Regions from separate parts of the Mus musculus genome. Here regions 1, 2, 3, 5, 6 and 7 are each linked to region 4. A link is a contact called in public HiCAR-type and promoter capture Hi-C data. All regions are on one chromosome and are shown on one strand. Each heading gives the region's core, a stretch centred on a gene start, on an enhancer-like site or on the middle of the called end of the contact. The rest is flanking DNA. Distances are from core to core; before and after follow the strand shown. Region 1 holds the start of Sulf1 (sulfatase 1). Region 2 holds the start of Slco5a1 (solute carrier organic anion transporter family, member 5A1). Region 3 overlaps Sulf1 (sulfatase 1). Region 4 holds the start of A830018L16Rik (RIKEN cDNA A830018L16 gene). Region 5 overlaps Sulf1 (sulfatase 1). Region 6 holds the start of Ncoa2 (nuclear receptor coactivator 2). Region 7 overlaps Sulf1 (sulfatase 1).

What was found. Promoter capture Hi-C pulls out the DNA fragments that hold promoters and counts their contacts. HiCAR-type assays count read pairs that join an accessible place to other places.
Region 1: a contact with region 4 is called in a HiCAR-type map of astrocytes, with 4 times the contacts expected there. The contact joins the promoter of Sulf1 here to the promoter of A830018L16Rik in region 4. A contact is called at or near these places in 6 of 39 promoter capture datasets (the 3T3-L1 cell line, cranial neural crest, embryonic stem cells and 3 more) and 1 of 115 datasets of contacts at active chromatin or transcription factors (astrocytes).
Region 2: a HiCAR-type map of astrocytes shows a contact between it and region 4, with 4 times the contacts expected there. The contact joins the promoter of Slco5a1 here to the promoter of A830018L16Rik in region 4. A contact is called at or near these places in 4 of 39 promoter capture datasets (cranial neural crest, hippocampal neurons, liver and 1 more) and 2 of 115 datasets of contacts at active chromatin or transcription factors (astrocytes and embryonic stem cells).
Region 3: a contact with region 4 is called in a promoter capture Hi-C map of hematopoietic stem and progenitor cells, with 3 times the contacts expected there. The contact joins the enhancer-like site here to the promoter of A830018L16Rik in region 4. A contact is called at or near these places in 7 of 39 promoter capture datasets (the 3T3-L1 cell line, the C10 cell line, cranial neural crest and 3 more).
Region 5: a contact with region 4 is called in a promoter capture Hi-C map of embryonic stem cells, with 4 times the contacts expected there. The contact joins the enhancer-like site here to the promoter of A830018L16Rik in region 4. A contact is called at or near these places in 11 of 39 promoter capture datasets (the 3T3-L1 cell line, cranial neural crest, embryonic stem cells and 6 more), 6 of 484 Hi-C or Micro-C datasets (cerebral cortex, cortical neurons, cranial neural crest and 1 more) and 1 of 115 datasets of contacts at active chromatin or transcription factors (stem cell-derived neural progenitor cells).
Region 6: a HiCAR-type map of astrocytes shows a contact between it and region 4, with 2.5 times the contacts expected there. The contact joins the promoter of Ncoa2 here to the promoter of A830018L16Rik in region 4. A contact is called at or near these places in 2 of 39 promoter capture datasets (cranial neural crest and hippocampal neurons) and 1 of 115 datasets of contacts at active chromatin or transcription factors (astrocytes).
Region 7: a promoter capture Hi-C map of embryonic stem cells shows a contact between it and region 4, with 5 times the contacts expected there. The contact joins the enhancer-like site here to the promoter of A830018L16Rik in region 4. A contact is called at or near these places in 6 of 39 promoter capture datasets (the 3T3-L1 cell line, embryonic stem cells, frontonasal cranial neural crest and 2 more) and 1 of 115 datasets of contacts at active chromatin or transcription factors (embryonic stem cells).

The regions. Positions count from the first base shown.
Region 1 is chr1:12,690,989-12,693,743 of GRCm38.p6, forward strand. It overlaps Sulf1 (sulfatase 1), which reads left to right and starts at 1,442. Exons shown (of 22, transcript NM_001198565.1): 1 at 1,442-1,696.
Region 2 is chr1:12,989,782-12,992,520 of GRCm38.p6, forward strand. It overlaps Slco5a1 (solute carrier organic anion transporter family, member 5A1), which reads right to left and starts at 1,354. Exons shown (of 9, transcript NM_172841.2): 1 at 1-1,354. The coding sequence starts at 714.
Region 3 is chr1:12,774,919-12,777,626 of GRCm38.p6, forward strand. All of the region lies in intron 2 of Sulf1 (sulfatase 1), which reads left to right. Among named protein-coding and RNA genes, the nearest start is that of Sulf1, 84 kb to the left of the region's middle. Within about 2 kb of position 1,458, at least 40 of the 459 cell types and tissues checked have an H3K27ac peak or open chromatin away from gene starts, as enhancers often do.
Region 4 is chr1:11,412,730-11,415,446 of GRCm38.p6, forward strand. A830018L16Rik (RIKEN cDNA A830018L16 gene) reads left to right here and starts at 1,376. Exons shown (of 14, transcript NM_001160369.2): 1 at 1,376-1,908. The coding sequence starts at 1,840.
Region 5 is chr1:12,834,839-12,837,599 of GRCm38.p6, forward strand. Sulf1 (sulfatase 1) reads left to right here. Exons shown (of 22, transcript NM_001198565.1): 13 at 1,275-1,491. Among named protein-coding and RNA genes, the nearest start is that of Sulf1, 140 kb to the left of the region's middle. Within about 2 kb of position 1,348, at least 78 of the 459 cell types and tissues checked have an H3K27ac peak or open chromatin away from gene starts, as enhancers often do. A contact at or near this core is called in embryonic stem cells, stem cell-derived epiblast-like cells and stem cell-derived neural progenitor cells, where this site is marked.
Region 6 is chr1:13,372,614-13,375,351 of GRCm38.p6, forward strand. Ncoa2 (nuclear receptor coactivator 2) reads right to left here and starts at 1,470. Exons shown (of 23, transcript NM_008678.3): 1 at 1,325-1,470.
Region 7 is chr1:12,813,139-12,815,838 of GRCm38.p6, forward strand. The region is part of intron 7 of Sulf1 (sulfatase 1); the gene reads left to right. Among named protein-coding and RNA genes, the nearest start is that of Sulf1, 120 kb to the left of the region's middle. Within about 2 kb of position 1,378, at least 24 of the 459 cell types and tissues checked have an H3K27ac peak or open chromatin away from gene starts, as enhancers often do. A contact at or near this core is called in embryonic stem cells, where this site is marked.

The DNA.
Region 1 (2,755 bases), core at 192-2,691, 1.3 Mb after region 4:
GAAGTCAAAGCTCCCACCTCCCCATCCTACTCTCCTTGCCTCCTCCTGATGACCCCGTGGGAGAGAGATCACTTCACAGAAACCCTCTCCTGTCCTCTGTGCTTTGGAAACTTGCACCAGAAGCAACTGTAAGCATCCTTATATAACATCACAGAACCTTGCGAGACAACAACAACAAGAAAGCCAATCAGCCAATGCTGCTTGTAACTGAAAAAATTATTTTCATGACATTGATATGCCAAACACAGCTACCTATCGGTAATCTGGATCTTTTAGGCTTTAGGGAAGTTTAACCCCCTCCCCCACCCTCCCCCACCCTCCCCCACCCTCCCCCACCCTCCCCCACCCCATAAATGATTGGTTTTCTCACCACAAACCTCAAAAGGTGTAATAGTTAAATGTTAGCTTCCAACAGGCACAGTTAGGCAGTAGATGGTATTTAAAATTCCTCTTTACTCTTTAAGATTATCCAAATTCCTTGGATGTCTCATGGAATTTTTGAAAGAATAAGATTTTTTTTAAGTAATGAATTTATTTCTCAATATCTTCTTATATGTAAAAAAAATCTAACACTTTTCTGAATCAGGTTATTAATGTAAATACTTTTATAAATACAATTCAGAAAACTGCATTTTGAAAAAAGTACACAAGAAGGATGTATTTAAACAACCCCAAACTGAAAATATTTCAAAGCAAAATTATTAATGAGACGCTTGAGTTACGCGGATGTAATAAGCACAATTAACTAGAAACCAATAAAAACAATTACTGGCAGAGTGTAGCCTTCTAGTACCAGGAGCTGTAATACCGAGATGGCTGTGGGTGTAGAAAGTGATTAAAAGCCACCTTTATCTAGGAAAGCATGAGTTGCTTTGGAGAAGTAGAGTGAAATGGTTTTCATTGACCGTCTCTCTGGTTTAGCCTGAGAGACACGTGAAGAGCCCAGTGAGAAAAAGAAGTTTCGGCTCAAAGCTGCGACACCACCCCCCAAGCCCTTTCAGGAATGTTTGAGGCGGCCGCCCCCAATCAAAGGGAGGCAGGAGTTTAGATTTCAAAATGTAGATGTCACATTTCAGTGCAAACTACTCCCACATTTAACACTTTATCAGCATGACAAGAAGAATCTTTTATCTCCCGTGGGGTGATGGGGGGAGCGGCTTGCTGAGGACATTGCCCTCAATAGATTAGCTGTAAAAGATTTTTAGTGTTCCTGGGCATCCCACCGAGAACCCCCTCCACCCACCCAGGAGCACAGAGACTTGTGAAAAGTAACGCACAACTGGCCACCAGAATAATTCATTCGCTCTACCTTCCCCGCCGCACCTCCCACTCCTCCTTTTGTAGCAGTTCTTTCTCTCCGAAAATCTCAGGTTACTTGGCTGGGGAGTTCTCCGACCTCCCCGTCCCTGCCCAGCCCTCCGCCTCCAATCCGTAAGAGACTCTCAGCCCCAGCAATTGGATTGGGCAGCCTGTCTTGACACAGCACTGTGCTGAGTGCTTGAGGACGTGTTTCAACAGATGGTTGGGGTTAGTGTGTGTCATCACATTCGAGTGGGGATTAAGAGAAGGAAGGCTGCCCTGCTGGAGCTGTGTGGTCTTCTCCAAGTGAGAGTTGCAGGCAAATCCAAGTACTTGGCTTTGGGAAAGAGGAGGAGGAATTCATTTGCAGCAGCCACAAGAAACGCAGTATTTTCAGGTAAAGTAAAAGACACCAAATCAATTCTCTCTCTCCTCTCCCTCTCCTCCTCTCCTCTCCTCTCCTCTCCTCTCCTCTCCTCTCCTCTCCTCTCCTCTCCTCTCCTCTCCTCTCCTCTCCTCTCCTCTCCTCTCCTTCTCTCTCTCTCTCTCTCTCTCTCTCTCTCTCTCTCTCTCTCTCTCTCTCTCTCTCTCGCCGTAGTTTGGAATGGAATGTAATGCTAGCCCAGCACACTTGTCAAAGCCGGTCCTCGCCGTTCCATCAATGCTGCTATTGTACGACTGACAGATAACAGTGCACATAGCTCTGGCTCGGCTGTCTTTGTAGCGCTAATGCTTCTCCTGCGTTGCTTTTGAAGGTGTAACGAAGATACTGTCTTCGGGAGCCCGGGTGCCTTGAGGTTCCCGTTATAGGCGCAGAAGAGTAGGTGTAGACTGCTCATCAAGGATGGGCAAGGCCAAGAAAGCGTTGATTTTAGCTCTCACCATTAAAGAGTTCACTTTAAACTGTTGCGTTCTTCTCAATAAGAAAAGATTCTTCTAAGCCGGCAGAGTCGGAAACGCTTTGTTAACCGAATTTGTGGAAGGTAGATTGCGTCGATTTGGGATGGAGCAAGAGTGGCTTTTAATCATTTCTGAAGACTAAGTCCGGGAACTCCTCAGGAGAAAAGGGCTGGCTCCCGTCGGTGCAGTCTTTGGGTCGGCTCTGAAACAAAAATACTTAGAGCTGGAAGCCAAGCAAAGAGGGGGGGTAGGGGGAAATGGCTCTCTAACGTAGCCCGGTTGCAGCTGCGGGGGAGCAGATGGATGTAATTCACTTGCAGATCTGTGTGTGAGTTTTACAAGTCAGGAAAAACTAAAGCAGCATAGCTAGGATGGATCATTAAAGTCGCTGCATTTATAGGCTTTAAACAGTGTTAATTAAATGTAAATAGATGTTCAGCCCCGGCTATAAACAAATAAACACAAAGATTTTAATTACAAGTTAGTCATTGGAAATTAATGGTCATGGGGTGCCGAGCAACAGTAAGTGAGTTGTCATCTGATGTGTGGCTAACTG
Region 2 (2,739 bases), core at 104-2,603, 1.6 Mb after region 4:
GCCATCGTTGGAGGCCGAAGCGTTCAACTCTTGGATTTGATAGGGGGGTGAGATAAAGTGAGGTAAAGCGAAGAGCGCAGCCCCGATGGCAATAAGAAGTCCACCCACTGCCAGCCATAGGGGCCTTCGCCCACGGCCACCAAAGTAGCTGACGAACACCACCACCACCAGGTTTCCTATATCAAAGCAGCTGACCAGCAGCCCTGACTCAGAACTCTTCAAGCTATAGCGCCTTTCGATGGTGGTGATGACACTGCTCAGGTACCCAGAGACCATTAACGCCTGGATGAAAGTCAGAAAACACATGCACACTAAGAAGCAGCGAGAATCCGTAAGGACCACGTAGAGACACCTTCTCTCCTGGAGTGTGGCCAAAGTGGAAGATACTGACACAGTTTTGCTGGGGTCCATCCTGTGGTTACAGTCCATGAGTTCCGTTGTAGTGCCTGCCGAAGTGGATGGAGCAGAAGGGCTGGGGACTATCAAGTTCCGTCCTAGATGCGTCTCCTGGCGACCTGGAGCTTCATTGCAACCCAAGGCCAGTTTGCCATCTGCATTCCCAGCACTGAAATTCTGCCGGCAGGAGGCGCTGTGCAGGACCGGTAAACTCTTAGACCTGAAGGACTCTGACTCGCACTTCTCTTGGACAGCTCCAACCGAAGACGGTGCCTCTAGCTGCTGTTGGGCCCGAGACTGCGCATCCCCTTCGTCCATGGCTCTTAAAATGTGATCGCTGATTCCATATAAGGCCTCCGGCACTTTTCATCCACCTGAACGAGGGGCTGATGCCCGGCCCACTCAGTCGTCTCCTCCTGAGACCCGGGCTGGGGATGGCAGAGCCTGGAAGCAAAACATCTCAGCAGCAGGGAGGTGCCCAGAGCATCCTGACCCGAGGCACAACAAGAAGCCACCTTGTACCGGGGGAGGTAAAGGTCCACGCGGTCCTTCGAGGAGTCCTGCTTGGTGTCCACTCTCAGGGATAGCTCGCGGTAGGCGCTTTGCGCGTCCGGTGCTCATCCCCTCCGCCGCCGCCTCTCAGACGGTGGCCAGAAGCTAGAGCGACCTGGGCCCAGTGTGGGGTCTCTTAGCGCAACTGTCCGAACAACATCCCACTTTGTGGCTCCAGGGGTGTTCGGTGCCCACCGCAAGGCTTGTGACACACAGGGTCGTGAAGCTGCCGACCTGTAAAGCAGAGAATTGATGGTCAGAGGGACGGATGCACTTGGGGCTGGCAACCCGGGGTCCGGTGACTAGTGCTAAGTAACCTCGTGGACCCCAGAGGGACCGAGGTGCTAGCCAGGAGCTGAACCGTGCAGGAGGGACCTGCAGAGACTGCAGCCTCAAGTCCCGGAACAATGAGCAGCAGGCGGTCCGCCAAGACTCTCGCTCATTGTCTGCGGCGGGCCTGCCCCCGCCCCGCCCCTTTTGCCTTAAACAGTGCGTTTGCTTTTATATGTTAATAATTATCAGCCTGGCAGCTCTGACTCAGAAGGCAGTGTCTTTTATTCGAGTGAACTAATAGCAACCTTCTGGTACTCCTACTCCATGACTCAAAATAGAAGATTCCCAGAAGAACAAAGGAAAGTTTTTTTTTTCCTTTTACAAGCACACAATACATTCCTGGTCTCAAATTTTAAAATACATTTTTAAGCGGTAGAAAGAAAACTACGTGTAGAAATATGTGTGCACACTTGTACACTGGCACGTGTGCGCGACGAGATGTGAATGCGTCCGCTCCATCAAACACCTACTTAAAGTCAAAGACAGCGCGTGGGGGGAGGGGATCAACATGCTTGCGTGGTTATTCTCTACACTAAAAATAGCCCCTTGCCGGAAAGAACTATATTCAATTACAAGTAACGAGGGCATTCGAGGCTGTGGCCCACGTTAAGTCCCAGAGCGCAAGGTTGAGCGAAACCGAAAATCAATTTGCTTTGCAAATGGTTGAGTGAAGCCACACCAAACAAAGAGACGCTGGCAAGCTGGCACAGCGTGCGCGGGGAGCCCACCGAAACGGCTCAACACAGGCACGCCGGCCCGGAGGTGTGCTATTTGCCAAGCACACCCTGAGAGCGTGAGGTGTGCGAAGGCCTGAAGTATAACACACACACACACACACACACACACACACACACACACACACACACGAGTTCACTTTGTGCGAGCCAGCGCTTGGTTTGAATTCAGCGAGCGCTAATACAGGTGCGCCTCCGCTGTAAACCCCATCCCTAATCTTGGGGAACCCTATACTCCTCCTGCCCCGGCGGCGAAGTGCACCAGATGGGAGGCATTGGGGTTCTGCTGCGTTGGGTTTCGTTCTGAGCTTTTGTGATGCTGCTGCGAAAAGAAAAAAGATGAGAGAGGCGGCTACAACATCTCCCAGTATTGTTCAGGACCGGACTGCCAGTGGCTTGCAAGCCGGCACTTGGGCTCCGCCCGCTCACCCCTGCGCCTTCCCGGGGAACTCCACCCGTGGCTGCACGCCGAGCTGGGGAATCCCGGCGTCGGAGCCCCTGGCTGAGGGAGCAGCCGCATCGCGACGCAGACTCGCATGGGATGGACACGCGGATCCCCGCCCCGAGCTCTCGGAACCAACGCGGAATCCTAGGGACATCCCCTCCGCGCGCGCGCACGCACACACACACACACACACACACACACACACACACACACACAGCCGGTGGGAGGACAGAACCGCCAGGCACAGCTCGCCGCTCTGCTAGGCGCACAAGCTTTCGC
Region 3 (2,708 bases), core at 208-2,707, 1.4 Mb after region 4:
ATAAACATCACCAGTCAGGTCGGTTGCATTCCACCTTGTGATCAGCCAACTGCCTTAGCTAGAGTTTCAGTCTGAGAAACCCAATCTCATGAAAACGAATGGGTTGGCTTGAGTCACCTTCCCCTTGCAGTGCTGTCTACTTAATAGCTATACTATAGACGAACAATACTAGCATTGCTTTGGAACTTTCTAGGCCCATTGTACAATCAGTCGCACTAAAGCAAGTATTCAAACTTTCAAGTGAGCTTCCTGAGTTATGCACTCGACCTCCAAGTCCTTGTCTTATGGTGGAATTGGTCTCTGGAATAGCTCCACTGTAGCGTCCAGTGCTCTGACACTAAGAGCCAAGCATGGTAGAGTTAGTTCTTCCAGGAAAGAAAGCTTCCTTCTGCACAGCCTAGGAGCTGGAGAGAAGTCAATGGCTTAGTTGCCAGGAAGTGGAAAATTAAAGCTAGTACTTGGAGTTTGAGTCCAGTCTAGATCTTCAGCTTCTCTTTTGGGCTACACGCTCCAAGAAAATGAGTTAGCCATGTAAGTATGCAAATTCTGGAAGATTTCTGATTTGGAACAACAGAAATATAAAGGCACATGCAGCAGTTTTCTTCCATGATTTTGGAAATCTTTGATTTACAGTAGCTTGGCCTTCCATCCAGAAACGTATCAAATGTGATCCTGGATACTTAATTGTGACTAAATACAATCAAGACACAGAAGCTTCACAGGAAACATCACCAACATCCTGAGCTCCATCGGAACTGGAAACACTGGTAATGCTGGGGCCCTGGAAAATCAGTAGCCAGACTCGAAGGGCTAAGAATCTACTCTGGCTACTGAGGACTATGAACTTGTCAGATGTATTTGGCACGTTTGCTTCTTGTTTGACGGTAGCGGGCCAGCAGTCTGGTGTGCTTGTCATTCAGGCTTTACAAAGACTTCCTTCTTAATGGCTCAAGCTCCTCTTGAATCATAGCTATTAAGTTTCCAAATTTTGCTCATTTGTCCATTAGTGAACACTGTTTTGCTTTCCTCTCACTTTTACATACAAACTTTATGTCGAGACACAATCTAAACTTGCAGAGCTGTGTTTAATTTTGTTCCCCTCAATTAGCAAGGAAGAATCATTTACCTTCTATGTGTCGCCAAGCTTATCAATATCATTGACAGTTGCCATGTAAGAATCAAGTGTAACAAGTTAAGAATCATTTACCTTCTGTGTGTTGCCAAGCTTATCAATATCATTGACAGTTGCCCCGTGCTTTCAAAGCTTGGACATTCAAATCAGTACAACCCCAAGGCATTATAATCTCTGATATCAGCATCACATCAGGTTTTAATAACACCTCCCTCCATTTCGTGGAACCAATTTGGTAAAGAGAAGAGCGTGCTTAGGGCTGCTTTGAAATAGGCATTGTTCAGAATGGCCCCTGGTGATCAGCTTTCACGAATGTCTGGTTTTACTTTCAGGGCACATCAGCTGATTTAATTACATCAACTCCTTCTCTGTGTGACAAGAACTGCTCTTGTGTGTGCTGAGAAATGAAAGTTGGAAAACAAAGTAGAGTCCTTAGTGAGAAACTAAATTCTAGGCGTGGAACTCTACTGGGTGTGGGAAGCTGAGGAGTCCAGATGAATGTTAAAGACTATTCCTCCAGTAAGCATGTATCTGTAAATACTACCGGGCAAGTAGACATCAACTTGTTCAAACATCCATGAGCAAAGATCATAGTCTGAGCCAGAAGCCCAGGAAGGCTTTTTGTCTTACAAACAAGACAAGTATCAACTTTAGAGACTAAAGTTGAGTAAAATGTTTCCACTTCCTAAAATGTTCTCCATCTTCTGTTCAGGCAGTAAACCAAGACATTCCTGGGGTAAATTTCAAGTTACTACAGGTCCTAGAGACAAGCAACATCCTGTAAACCTGTAAATGTCAGTGAATTGATGGCTATAAACCCCTGCCCTGGTGCAGCTCCTCGGAGCTAATCTGTTTCTGTTTGTGTGTTGAGATCGTGATCTGAGATAGATCGGTGAATTAGATTGGAAGAAAATGCTGTAAGTCAGGCCGGTGTCGATAAGAATAGGCTGATAATTTGCAGTCCGTCTATGCTCTATGGAGAAGATGAATGAATTGATTTTCTTAGTGGCCTTCCACTCACTTCTCACTGGTCACACTGTAACATGTTCGGTGACCTCAGGCCATGTTTGCACTCTTCCTGACGTGTACAGCTATGCTTATTAGTCATCTGGGGATAAGTGCACAGCCACAAAATAGCAAGCATGTGGATCTTGCCAGGAAAGGACTGGAATGATCTAGTGAACTAATGGGATAAAAGATCTGAAAATAATATTTCCTGGTATAACTCCTGAAACTAGCTGTATATAACTAACCTGAATTTTAAGCTTACTTGAAAAATATCTCGGAGCAAAACCTTTGACTTTAATATGGCCACTGGACTTTTTTTTTATAGCTATCCTATAAATTATAAGTGTTTGTTTATATTTTATAAATAATAAGTGGGAGAAATTAAATTAACTTCCATGATCTGCCCTGGGCTAGGAGCTAGAGTCTTCTGAAGGGAGGGGGGAGGAGGATGGGGGGTGAAGGCAGACTAGATTCCTTCTGCCTCTTGTGAAATGTTGGCCAGTCCTTGAGAACTCTGTCTTTATGGCCAACAGTGTGACTTAAGTAAGCTTTTATTTCCAGTTTGTCA
Region 4 (2,717 bases), core at 126-2,625:
GGGTTTATGGAAGACTTATTAATTATCTTAATTAATAGATTTGAAGAAAGATCTTCCTCATATCTCTTAGAGGAAGAAGATGTATTTTGATGAAGGCCTGTCCTGATCTTTTAGTACAATGTGGAATTTAAAATACTTGGGCCTTTAGGTGACTCACAGGGCTTCACGCCAAGTCTACAACATATTTAATGTATAGTCAGTATCTCCCAATCTTATGAAAAAGTACATAAGTAACTGTAGTTTTGAACTGTTACAGGAAATACGTGACAGACCAGGACTCCTCACTGTTCATTACTCCTGCCTGTACCTGGTGGGTCATGAGGCTGATTGTAAAAGTAACAGCTCTGACATCTTTCCACCCCAAATCATGTCTGCTTCGAGTTATCAATAGTGGCTAATAGCCCAATTCCTCTAGTAGATTTCGTGTATGTGAATTATTAAAGGCAATTATTATAATACTTCCTGGAACAATCCATTCTCATCTTAACTATTGCACAATGCTTAGATAATTTAAAACGGAGAGAAAAAGCTTGGACAGATACAGGTCACAGAAACCTGAACACAGTGCAGAAAAAGAAGAAATCTACACTGTCGCAGTTGGTTTTAAAGAAATCCGTGCCTATTATTGTAGAGACAGCCAACAGTTTTAGTATAAACGTTCTGATTTGGCAATACAAAATGGTTTAGAACCAGACAACTCATCTTTGGGGTTTTAGTGCTTTATATCGTTTTTTGGTTTTTTAAATGCAAAGAACTCTACACGGAACCTTGTGATAACTGCAGATCTTAACCTTGAAAAGTCGTCTCATAGTAAGAAGGTATGAGGTAAAGTTGATGTGCTTCTGAAGTATCTGGAGGAATAACTGTTGGGTGGGAGCTCAGAGCCCCTGAGCTGTAGCCAGAGGTGTAGCAGACAGAGCTGAAGGTGTAGGCAAACTTGGAAGCAGAGAGAGCTGGCTTGCTTTTGTTTCATCTCCCTGCCAAATGCCTAAGGGTTGCTTCCAGCCTTTGGGTGTCTGTACTTCGGGAATTTTCAATCAGTTCTCAGGCAGCAACGCCGGTTGTGGCTGACTTGCTCAAGGCCAAGATAGATATATCTGTTCCTTTCTTTTTTCTTTTTAACATAAGCAACTTTGTTTTCGCGGCAAAACCCAGCCATAGTTCTCATCTCCGGCTTTTTCTCATCCCAGCCTAGTGAAGGCAGAGCGCTGGGCCAGGAGAAGATCAAGCTGAGTGGTTTGGAACTGCGGGTGTAGCTGCCAAGGAGTAGCCAACAAGCACCAGATTTATGTGCACTTTGAAAGAAGCACCTTTACCATTGGCTTTTTGAGCGGCTCTGTCGCTAGGGAGCGAGCACCGCCTCGGGGAGCAGCTTGGGTGCTGGTTCCTGGCAGCCAGGAGCTGGGCGCACACCGTGGCGCGCTCTGGGCGGTTCCGCGCGCTGTCGCCCCTGCGGCCGGCGCTGTCCCCCGCTCGGCTCGCGAAGGCACTGCACAGACACTCGCCTTCGGCCACCGGCTCCTGCTGCTGCTGCCGCCCAGAGGACAGACCAGCCTCTGCCCGCGATTTCGCCTCGGCGGCGGTGCTGCGGAAAGCGGAGAGCGGGTGGGCGCGAGCTGCAGGATGCGATGTAGTTCTCTCCTTGCCTCGGAGTTGTCTGAGTTGGTAGAGCCTCGCCCGGGTTCCCTGAGCCCTGCTCCCTTCGGGCTCGCTGCTAACGGAGTTGCTAGCCATCGCTGTGCCAGAAAGCTCAGGCTCGGAGCTCCTGCCCTGGGGTAGAGTAGAGCTGTCCCCAGCCGAGGCGCATTGTCTTCTCTCTGCTGACCCATCTGTTTTCTCATGGCATCTCGTCAACAAACCCGAATCCAGGCTTACCTGGAGAAAAACAAGATCGGTCCTCTGTTTGAGGTAAGGAGCCCTGGTGGGGAATGGTCCCGCTCTCTTTGAAGGCGGTGGTGGTGGTGCAGGAAAAAAAAAAAAAAAAATCAGAATTTTCTTAAGCAAAGGTAGGGGGCTGAGCAAATGCGCGGGAGAGGGAGGACTGTCCCACTAGGTGTTCTGGAACGCGGCCCTGCTGGCACTTGGCCAGTTACCTAGACACTGACAGGTGAGCTCTGGAGGGCCTAACTTCAGCCTAACAGGACAATTGGAGCCATCTGACTGTCATGCATCTAGTAGCCATATGGCAGGACTAAGGTTGAGACAGGTAATCCAGGTGTACATCTACACACACACACACACACACACACACACACACACACACACACACACCGGGAATTCACACTATCTTGCATATTGAATTTTCTTCTTTTAAATATGGGCAGTCGTAGAACCTAAAAAGGTGGAGGGGTTGCCCGGCTGGGGGAAAAATGTTAAAGCTGGTCCAGTGGCTGAAACTAGAACCCTTTGCACTGTTCTCAGAGATGGAAAGGAGCAGAGAAGGGTTTTAGGAAAACATGCCTGTTTTCTGAGGACACAGTCTTGAGATGTTTTCCTTCGCCTTCAAATAATTAATGACAAGAACACAGTGAAGAAAAAAGCTAAGCAAGAGGGAAAATCTGACCTAGGGGCAGAAAGCAGGCACCACCTAAGTGCTACGGTTCAGCAGGTTGTCAGGGTGCTGACCCCAAGCTGAGGAAGTGTGGAGTGCCAGGTACTCAAGTAGCCAGGCTCACCTGGGATGCCTGAGGTTCCGCAGTCTGCATTCTTCCTATAGA
Region 5 (2,761 bases), core at 98-2,597, 1.4 Mb after region 4:
GAGTGGGTATCCTATTCACACATGACTTCTTTAGGTTTTTGAGACAGGTTTTCTCTGTGTAGGCCTGGCTGTTCTGAAACTTACTCTGTAGACTGGTCTGGCCTTGAACTCAGAGATCCGCCTACCTCTACTTCCCAAGTGCTAGGATTAAAGTCCTTACCACCAAGACAGGACTTATCTGAAATTATGTGTGGCTCAGCCCGCATGGATATTTAGAGCATACGTATATTGTGCTGGTGTCAGCTTAGAAACCTATGCATTGAAATACACACAATAATAGCACACAGGCGACACTTGTATATGGGAGGGAGAAAAGGATACATTTAACAGTGCTAGTCCTTATCCAGGCTCACTCTGTTGTCTTGCTAACATAGCTTCAAATGAAGGCCAGGATTCTTCCTACTGACCAGTGAGTCCTTTAGGGCTTGTAAGAGAAAAACTGAAATGTAAAGAAGTTATTGGGCCTTTCGAATGGAGAGGGGCTTCTGAGAGGCCTCCCGGGGTGAAAAGACATTGTTGGAACCAGAACTGTGAACTTGCTGCATTCCCACAGCTGTGGACAAAACAGGAACTAGGAACCCCAATGCGACCCCCACTACCACCCCCGCAGAGCGCATTTTCTGGGAAGGTCGAATCAGTCTCCCTGGGACCCACCACATGCTGCGGGCGTGAAGAGTTTGTAGGAGAAGAAGGAAAATCAAAAGAAAACACGATGAGTTTGCCAATGTCTGGGATACCCAGAGTTGGCTTTGCCGGTAATGGCCTCAAATTAAATTCCTCTCCGTCTTGCTCCTCTGCCACTCTGCCCAGGCTCACTTTAGAAACCAAGAGGCAGAGAACAAAGCAGGCAAGTTTGTTTTTCCAGAACAAATGGGGCAGTTTGGGGTCCTGGTGGAAGCAGCGCTGACAGCTGGCTCCGTGTTGGGACACTAAGGGTTTTAACACGGTTCATTCAAGACTGTTTAGTCTGGGGGCGGAGGATTCATTTATCAGCGCCAGTGTCATCGAGGCAGTTCTGATTCCCAATGATTTGTCATCTGTATGTGCCTGCCACAAACGAAATAGAACTGAGCAGTTACTGCAGGGTCACTTAAAAGCCAGTCCCCTTTCATTTATGCTCCTTAATGGAATTAGCAGTGAGGGACGGGGCAGGGGTGGGGGAGGGGGGAGGTGATGATGGGGGACCGGACTGACGGACACCTAGCTACTGCTAGGGTGCTTTGTAAATAACAACTGGCTCAGCATCGCCAACTGCTTCCCGCTGGCTCTTGCAGAACTGGCAGTGCATCGAGGACACATCCGGCAAGCTCCGAATCCACAAGTGTAAGGGACCCAGCGACCTGCTCACGGTCCGTCAGAATGCACGCAACCTCTACTCTCGCGGATTGCATGACAAAGACAAAGAGTGCCATTGTAGGGACTCTGGCTATCGCTCGAGCAGAAGCCAGAGAAAGAATCAAAGGCAGTTCCTGAGGAACAAGGGAACACCAAGTAAGCTCAACCTTGTGACCCCCCCCAGCCCCCCCCCACACCCCACACACATACAGCGGCAGGAGGATCCCTTTTCAAGACAACCTCCCCCGTGATTCACACACAAATGAGATGTTCTCGGTGCCTAGATTTCAGGATAAAAGCAAAAATCATTGCTCAGTTTAAAGTAAGATAGCAAAGATCAGCTAGAAATTTTACTTTGCGAGCATTTTCACTTAGTATAGAATAAAAATCCACTTAGTAACTTCCTAGGGACCAGGGCATCCACACACGCAGCGGGTGTCCCTCGGGACCAGTGGGGGAGGGTTAGAGCCATCTGACTTTACCTTCATGGTAATGCTCTAATATGCCTGCCTTAACTTGATTTAAAAGTTAAATTTTAGGTATCAATCAGTTCATGTGTGTTTAACCTTAGAGGAAAGACATGAGCAGTTTTTAAACGCATATTTTTCATGTTTTAGACTGTATCTTTAAATGTTGTCAGACGCTTGTATCTTGTTGAGTGGCAGTATCAAATTAGTTGAACTCAGTACAGCATATCCTTACTGCCTACAGGTTTTTTGTTTCTTTTTTTTTTTTTTAGTAAAAACTCTCAGGTAACTGATTGATACAGACTACAGAAAACAGGAGGAACATCTACTGAAGAATGATAGTCTACTGCCACCTCGTGGCATATTAGAGAAGTGGCTCAAATCTGTGCACATTCTATGTCTGGAAACAAATAAGTTCTGTTTAATTGGACACAAAACACTTAAGAGACTCAGAGTTCCTTAAAGCGACATTTTTGTGCTGAACAGAATAGACTAGAGGGCCATGAATTCCTTATCTAGGTGGACTGGTCTTCACTGGTTCTTAAAGTGGTTTATAGCCAGTACACAGAGTTACGGGATTGTCTTTCCTCCTGGAAGGAAATTTCACACTTAAACCTCATAAGAAAAATCACAGCTAGAATTAATAAGGTTACAAGGCCCCCTGATACAAGCATCCCACTTAGCAGCAGGAACACTGTCCCCTGCCAGAAAGTTTTCAAACTGCATCCTACAACAGGAGCAGGTTTCCTCTTTTCCTGAGGTGATAGTGGTGCAAGTCGTCGTCTGTCATGGCAGCCACTACTGCACCTGGAAAGTAAGGGGTCCTATAGGGACCAAGCTCCCCTGTAGGAAGGCTGACAGTTGCGATTCCCTCGTCTCTGTGACTCTTCTTCGTGACTTAGGAAGCTGAAGACAAGATTCCAGAGAAGTGTGCTTGGCAAAGCCCAAGCATGAAAGCC
Region 6 (2,738 bases), core at 220-2,719, 2.0 Mb after region 4:
GGGGAAGGAGTCGGAGGAGGTGGAGTGGGAGTGGGATTAGAGGACGAGGTGGCGGAGGAGGGTGCTCGAGCTCAGGCTCGGGTTTGGGAAAGTTTCCCCTGCCAGTGACAGGCCCTCTAGGCTTGAGGCCCAACGTCACTCCCGGAGAGTAAGGGGCTCGGGTCCCCGATTCCCGCCCCTCAGTCCGCAGGCCCCGGAAGCCACTTGGGGGAGGGGAAAGGGAGGGACCATGGAAGCAGGGACCGAGCCACCCCCGAGCGCGGCCGCGGCGCCTCCAGGACTCCCCCAGGGGCGGGGTGCGGGCACTCCAGCCCGCGGCGCCGACCCTGGACGCCTCCCCGGGAGCCTCCAGGGGCCCGGAGAGGAGGGTCCCCGGCCCAGGGCGTGACCGGGGCGCGAGGGCCGCCAGGACCCCTCCCGCTTCCCGCGGGGGGCCCCCGAGGGCCTGTCCCTGCAGGGGCCGCAGAAGGGGTACGGAAGAGGGGGCGCTGGCGAGCCAACCCGGAACCTCCTGGCCCGCAGCCCGCCTCCCGCCCCCGGCCGCGGCCCCAGCGCGCCTCCGGCACACATGCCCGCACCCAGAAAGTTAAGTCAGGGGCGAGCCCGGCGCGGCGCCGCCACCGCCGCCGCCGCCCGACCCCGGCTCCCCGCCCCCACCGCGGCCCGGCCTGCGCGGCCCGAGCGCTACCGCCCCGAAGCCACCCAAGCCCGAGGCCCCCCAGACGCCCGAGCCCCCGCCGCCGCCCCTGCCGGCCGCGTCACCTTCACACACCCCCGGCACTTCCCAGGTCCTGCCTCCCCTCGGCCGGCTCCCACCCGTGCAGCAGTGGCCGCACGCCTCCCGGGAAGAAAGCACCGGCCGCGACTGCGCCCGCCGGCCCGGGCTTCCCCCGCCTGCCCGGGCTGCGCCGCGCAGCCTCGAGGGGGCCGGAGCAGGGGCCCGCGGCACAACCGCCGCTTCCCAGCCTGGTGCTCACCTCTCGGCCGGCGCCGCGGGCTGCAGCCTCCACCCGCCTCGCGCTCCAGGGCTCGTCTCCCGAGCTCTCTCGCCCGGCGCCCGAGCGCCTCCTTTCTCTCCCGGGGACTCGGCGTCTTCCCGCCCTCCCCCCTCCCCCCGGGAGCCGAGTCCCCGGCTCGGCCGCGCCTCGAGGATGGGCGTCGCGGGCTCCGCACGCCTGGGCAGCGGTGCCCGCACACAACAACAGCCTGCCCGGCCGGCCGGCGCGCGGCTCCGCCGGGCTGCGCGCACCAAGGGCAGCGGCCCGGGTGGGAATGCGGCGCCCCCCGCCCGCCGCCCGTGAGCCCCCAGGGGAGGCGCGCTTACCAATGTGGCCGTCACGCCGTCAGGTGCGGGCTGCCGTCGGCGCTGACCTCCGCCGCCGCCGCGGGAGCCCAGGCTGCGGCCGCCATGTTCCCGTGTTAATAACTGCTGCCTGGTTGTTTATTTCAATGGAGATCCTCCCCCAGCTCCCTCCTCCTCCTCCCCCTCCTCCTCCGCGGCTCTGCACTTGCGGAGAGAGACACAGACCGCGCGAGCTCGCGAGCAGGGGAGGGGGCTCGGGCACGGGGCTGGCCCGCCCTCCGCCTCCCCGCCGCCTCCGAGCGAACGCTGTCACCGCTCAGGGGACCGGGCGGAAACTTGCGTCCCGCGCCCCCGAGCGTGGGCCCGGGAACACCGGGGCTACCCCACCCGCGGGGTCCTCAGCATCTCCCTGGCTGGCGAGACTTCAGAGCTCGGGGAGTTGGACAAGATGGGTGGCTGTGGTCTAGGGACCGTGACCTATGGGTGACTGGAAGTGAAGGGAGAGTCAACAGAGGACTCCATGCGAGGGCAAAGGGCAATGCCCAAAAGAAAGCTAAAAAGGGGGACTGGCCCGGGCCTGGGGGTGGAGGCCAAGGGACTGCCGCGCCTCCGACGGCAGGGACGCTGCGGCGAGAAGGTCGCGGAAAACCTAGTCCCAGAGGTGCCTCCCGCGCGCGCTCAGGCAGGGCCCGGTAGCCGGCAGCCTGCACCCCTCGGGCGCACCTCTGCACCCAGACGCTGTTCCGGGGCGCACTCCTTGGCCACCATGTCCCCTCGGTTTTTTCGTGGATACGCCTCCCCAATTGCTGTCCCTGAGGTCTCTGGAGGGGATAGAGGGGCGTGACCGCGGGAGGCGAACTTACCGGGGTACCACCCCGGGATTGCCTGACAAAGCAAAGGCTGCTCAGTATTTAGAAAGACCGAGGGGAGTGTTCTCCGCACGCAGTGAGACAACAAAAGTTTTGTTTTGTTTTTTAATTGGGGAATCCATTATCAAATCCTCAATGGAGTATTGGGATTAAGGAGACGTGGAGGAGTTTTCACGTTTAAATGTTGTTTGGTTTTTAACTGGAAAAGCAACTTCTTTTCCATTTAGATATAATTAGTTGAAAGAAATGAGCAACATTTGTTTGCTTAACGGAAGTTATCAAAATATGACAGGAACACGTTTCCTTATTTTAACTCTTATGAAAGGTCACTTGCCATAGACAATAAGTGTTTATTGAACTGTAACGACTTGGCACTGCATTAAGTGATTCACACACACTCCAAATTTTAATCCTCAAACCTTACGAAGTAATTGCTATTTTTATACCTCATAAAACATTGAAACCTAAAGAAGTAATTTTTGTAGAGTTACACAGTAAGCAAGGTGGGCAAGATTTGAGCCCAGGTCCATTAATTGCAAAACATGCTTTTTGATCGTATTTTTTTT
Region 7 (2,700 bases), core at 128-2,627, 1.4 Mb after region 4:
CTAAAGACGTTTGAAGTCAAGTGGGGCAGATCTCCGTAAAGTCAATTATGGAAACTCCATTTTAATGAAATGGAAGATGACTTGACATGGGAGAGCAGGTCTAGAGTCTCCAAGGCAAGGCTTTGCAAGTGTGTAGGAAGATTGTAGAATGGGCTTGTGCTAACTATGCACCGAGACCTACCCCACCACTCAATGAACAACACTATCAGTATCAGCGTCTTTTTTGTTGGTGTTTGCAACTGAAAAATAATGAAGAAAACAGATGTTCAATACATCAACAAAAGAAATATATTTTCACTGGAATGACAGCAAAGATCATCAATATTCAAAAGGAACCACAAAGTTCATATTCACCAATGTGAATTTAATATACAACACATGCATTTCTTGAAGCTATTTCTTGGCTACTAAGAATCATTCTATTATTTAAAAAACAAAAACAACAACAACAACAACAACAACAAAAACGTAACCATGGAAGAGGAAGGTGTTATTGTTGATTTTTTTTTCAGAATCCTTTTTCCTGATTTTAGTCAAAAAGTAACTCAGGGAAAAAAGACTCAAACTGGGAAGAAAATTAGCATCCTGTTGAAGACTGAACTTCACTGGGCGACCAGGTGTGTGCATGCGGTGTAGTCCTGAGCAAGACACCCACAAAAGCCAGACAGGGGAAAACAGCACACAGAGAAGCCTCAGGGAGGCAAATACAAAGCCTGCCTCCCAGCCCAGGGACAGTCATAGGGAGCTGCAGATGTGGGGGACAAGCAGATCTGTCTGAACCCTGCACTTCACAGGCTGGAATTGTTACCAAGCCTGAGAGAGCGATACCTCTAGGTCATTTGTTGCCTTGTTTTGTATTGAAAGGACAGAAACTCAAAAAGCAATGATCTGATCCTTTGTCCTCTCAATTTTAAAGTGACAATCAGTGATGGCCACTTTTCTGTGATACATCTAATGAGCCAGATTATGTATCTGCAGCATAAACTGATATTCAACAATTCCTCAGTAGAAAGGACAATACTTTCAATTTAGCTAAAGGTGAAAGATGGAAGGATTGTTGGAAAAAACTCACCTGTTCTGGGGTTGGGGACCTCTGTGCCTGGGAGCTTGGGTCGGTGTGAGGACACAGAGGGAACAGTGGCCTAGAGCCGCTAGCCTGAGCACTTTGCAAAAGGAGAGCGGGGTACCCAACAACTGAAGACAGTTTCCCAGTTGTAAGGAGTGTTCTTTCAGTGAAGCTGTCCCTGAGACAGCTCCCGGCCCTCTTTGGGGAGACTGAAGTCAGGTCCTTATGCAAGCAAGCCTTAATTATCACTGGAGGACAGAAGGCTGCATCTTCAAGGAATTTGGCAGACCTCAGCAGGAGGCAACCACAGTCTTTGGCAAAAGATCACTTTTCAACAATGTTGTCAGTTCCAGCACCCCGGACCTTCCACCTGCAGGTCTCTGAACAGCTGCTGTTCTTGGGAGGTGGGGGGAACAGCGGCTGTCTGTCTTCCTTTAAAAAGCAAATGTGTGCCCCCAGAGCCCTGATCCCCCCGCTGGGATCCCACCTGGAATGTCCTCTTCTAAGCTAGAGGTCATCTCCCATATTGAGAAAGTCAGAAAACTACAGGGGGAGGGTGGACAGCTTTGACAACAGGCCCTGAACTCTCCCTTTTAATATAAGCCAGATTTAACATATGTCATTTGGTAAATCCAGGAGTCCAATTTGAGGCTTGTAATTTGCTGCAAGTTTCCCGGCTCCTCAAAGTGAGGTGGGGCTGCGCCAAGTACATCAAGGTAACTGGTGGAAGATGTAATTTGCCCACGTGAGCCTGCATGTCGGTTGCCTATTGTAATTTTTATTTGCGTTGAGGTTTTGTGGTTTTAAAAAAAAGTCAACTAGATTTATTTTTAAATTAAGCCGACCTAACTTCAAAGGCAGTGTGGGGAGGATGGGTATTATGCAGAAACCCTGTGTAATCTCTTACAGCTGGATTCCCTTTGGGGCCACAATTGGTAAAAGACTAGGAGACCTTTCATGACCAATGTGCTGTCTTGCTCTGACCTCATACTCCTCCCCCAAATTCCCCTACCCCGGGGCCCCAGTTCATGGGTGCAAAACCTTTGCTTGGGGATTTTCGAGCTTCTCTGTCCTTCTCAGCTTCTTAATCTAATCCTGTTTGTACCACGCATGCTGCATAGCCAGCGGGAAAGGCGGACTCCATCCCTTCTGCTGTACCCACTTATCATTGCAGCCTTTTCTAGAAAGGGGGAATCCTTTCAGGCCAAAAACTGGAACCACTTGGCTCCAGAATCATTTATCTGGTAGGCAGCAAACACCGATATTCAAAGATTCTCTTTGACGTAGTCATTAAAAGGAAGAGGAAAAATGGGAAGGGATGGTTCGTTTGAAAAGAATGGCAGATGATTCTCAGAGACTCGGTCGTTTAATGTCCCAGGACTGTTTTGACCCAGACATTCACATGAAGAGAATTTGCTTGTTGAGTTGTGCAAGTCCTAGAGGAACCCCCTGCACCCCACTCACACATGTGCAGACTCAGGGTTGCTTTGTGCTCTTCAGTTATCCCTTTAGTGGGAATTCATGTCTTCTACCAGGCACCATTTGTACCTTTGGCAATGGCGCTTCCAGGGCTTAACTGATGACTGTGAGCAAACCAGGTAGCAAAATGATGTCTGCTCCCATCTAACATTACT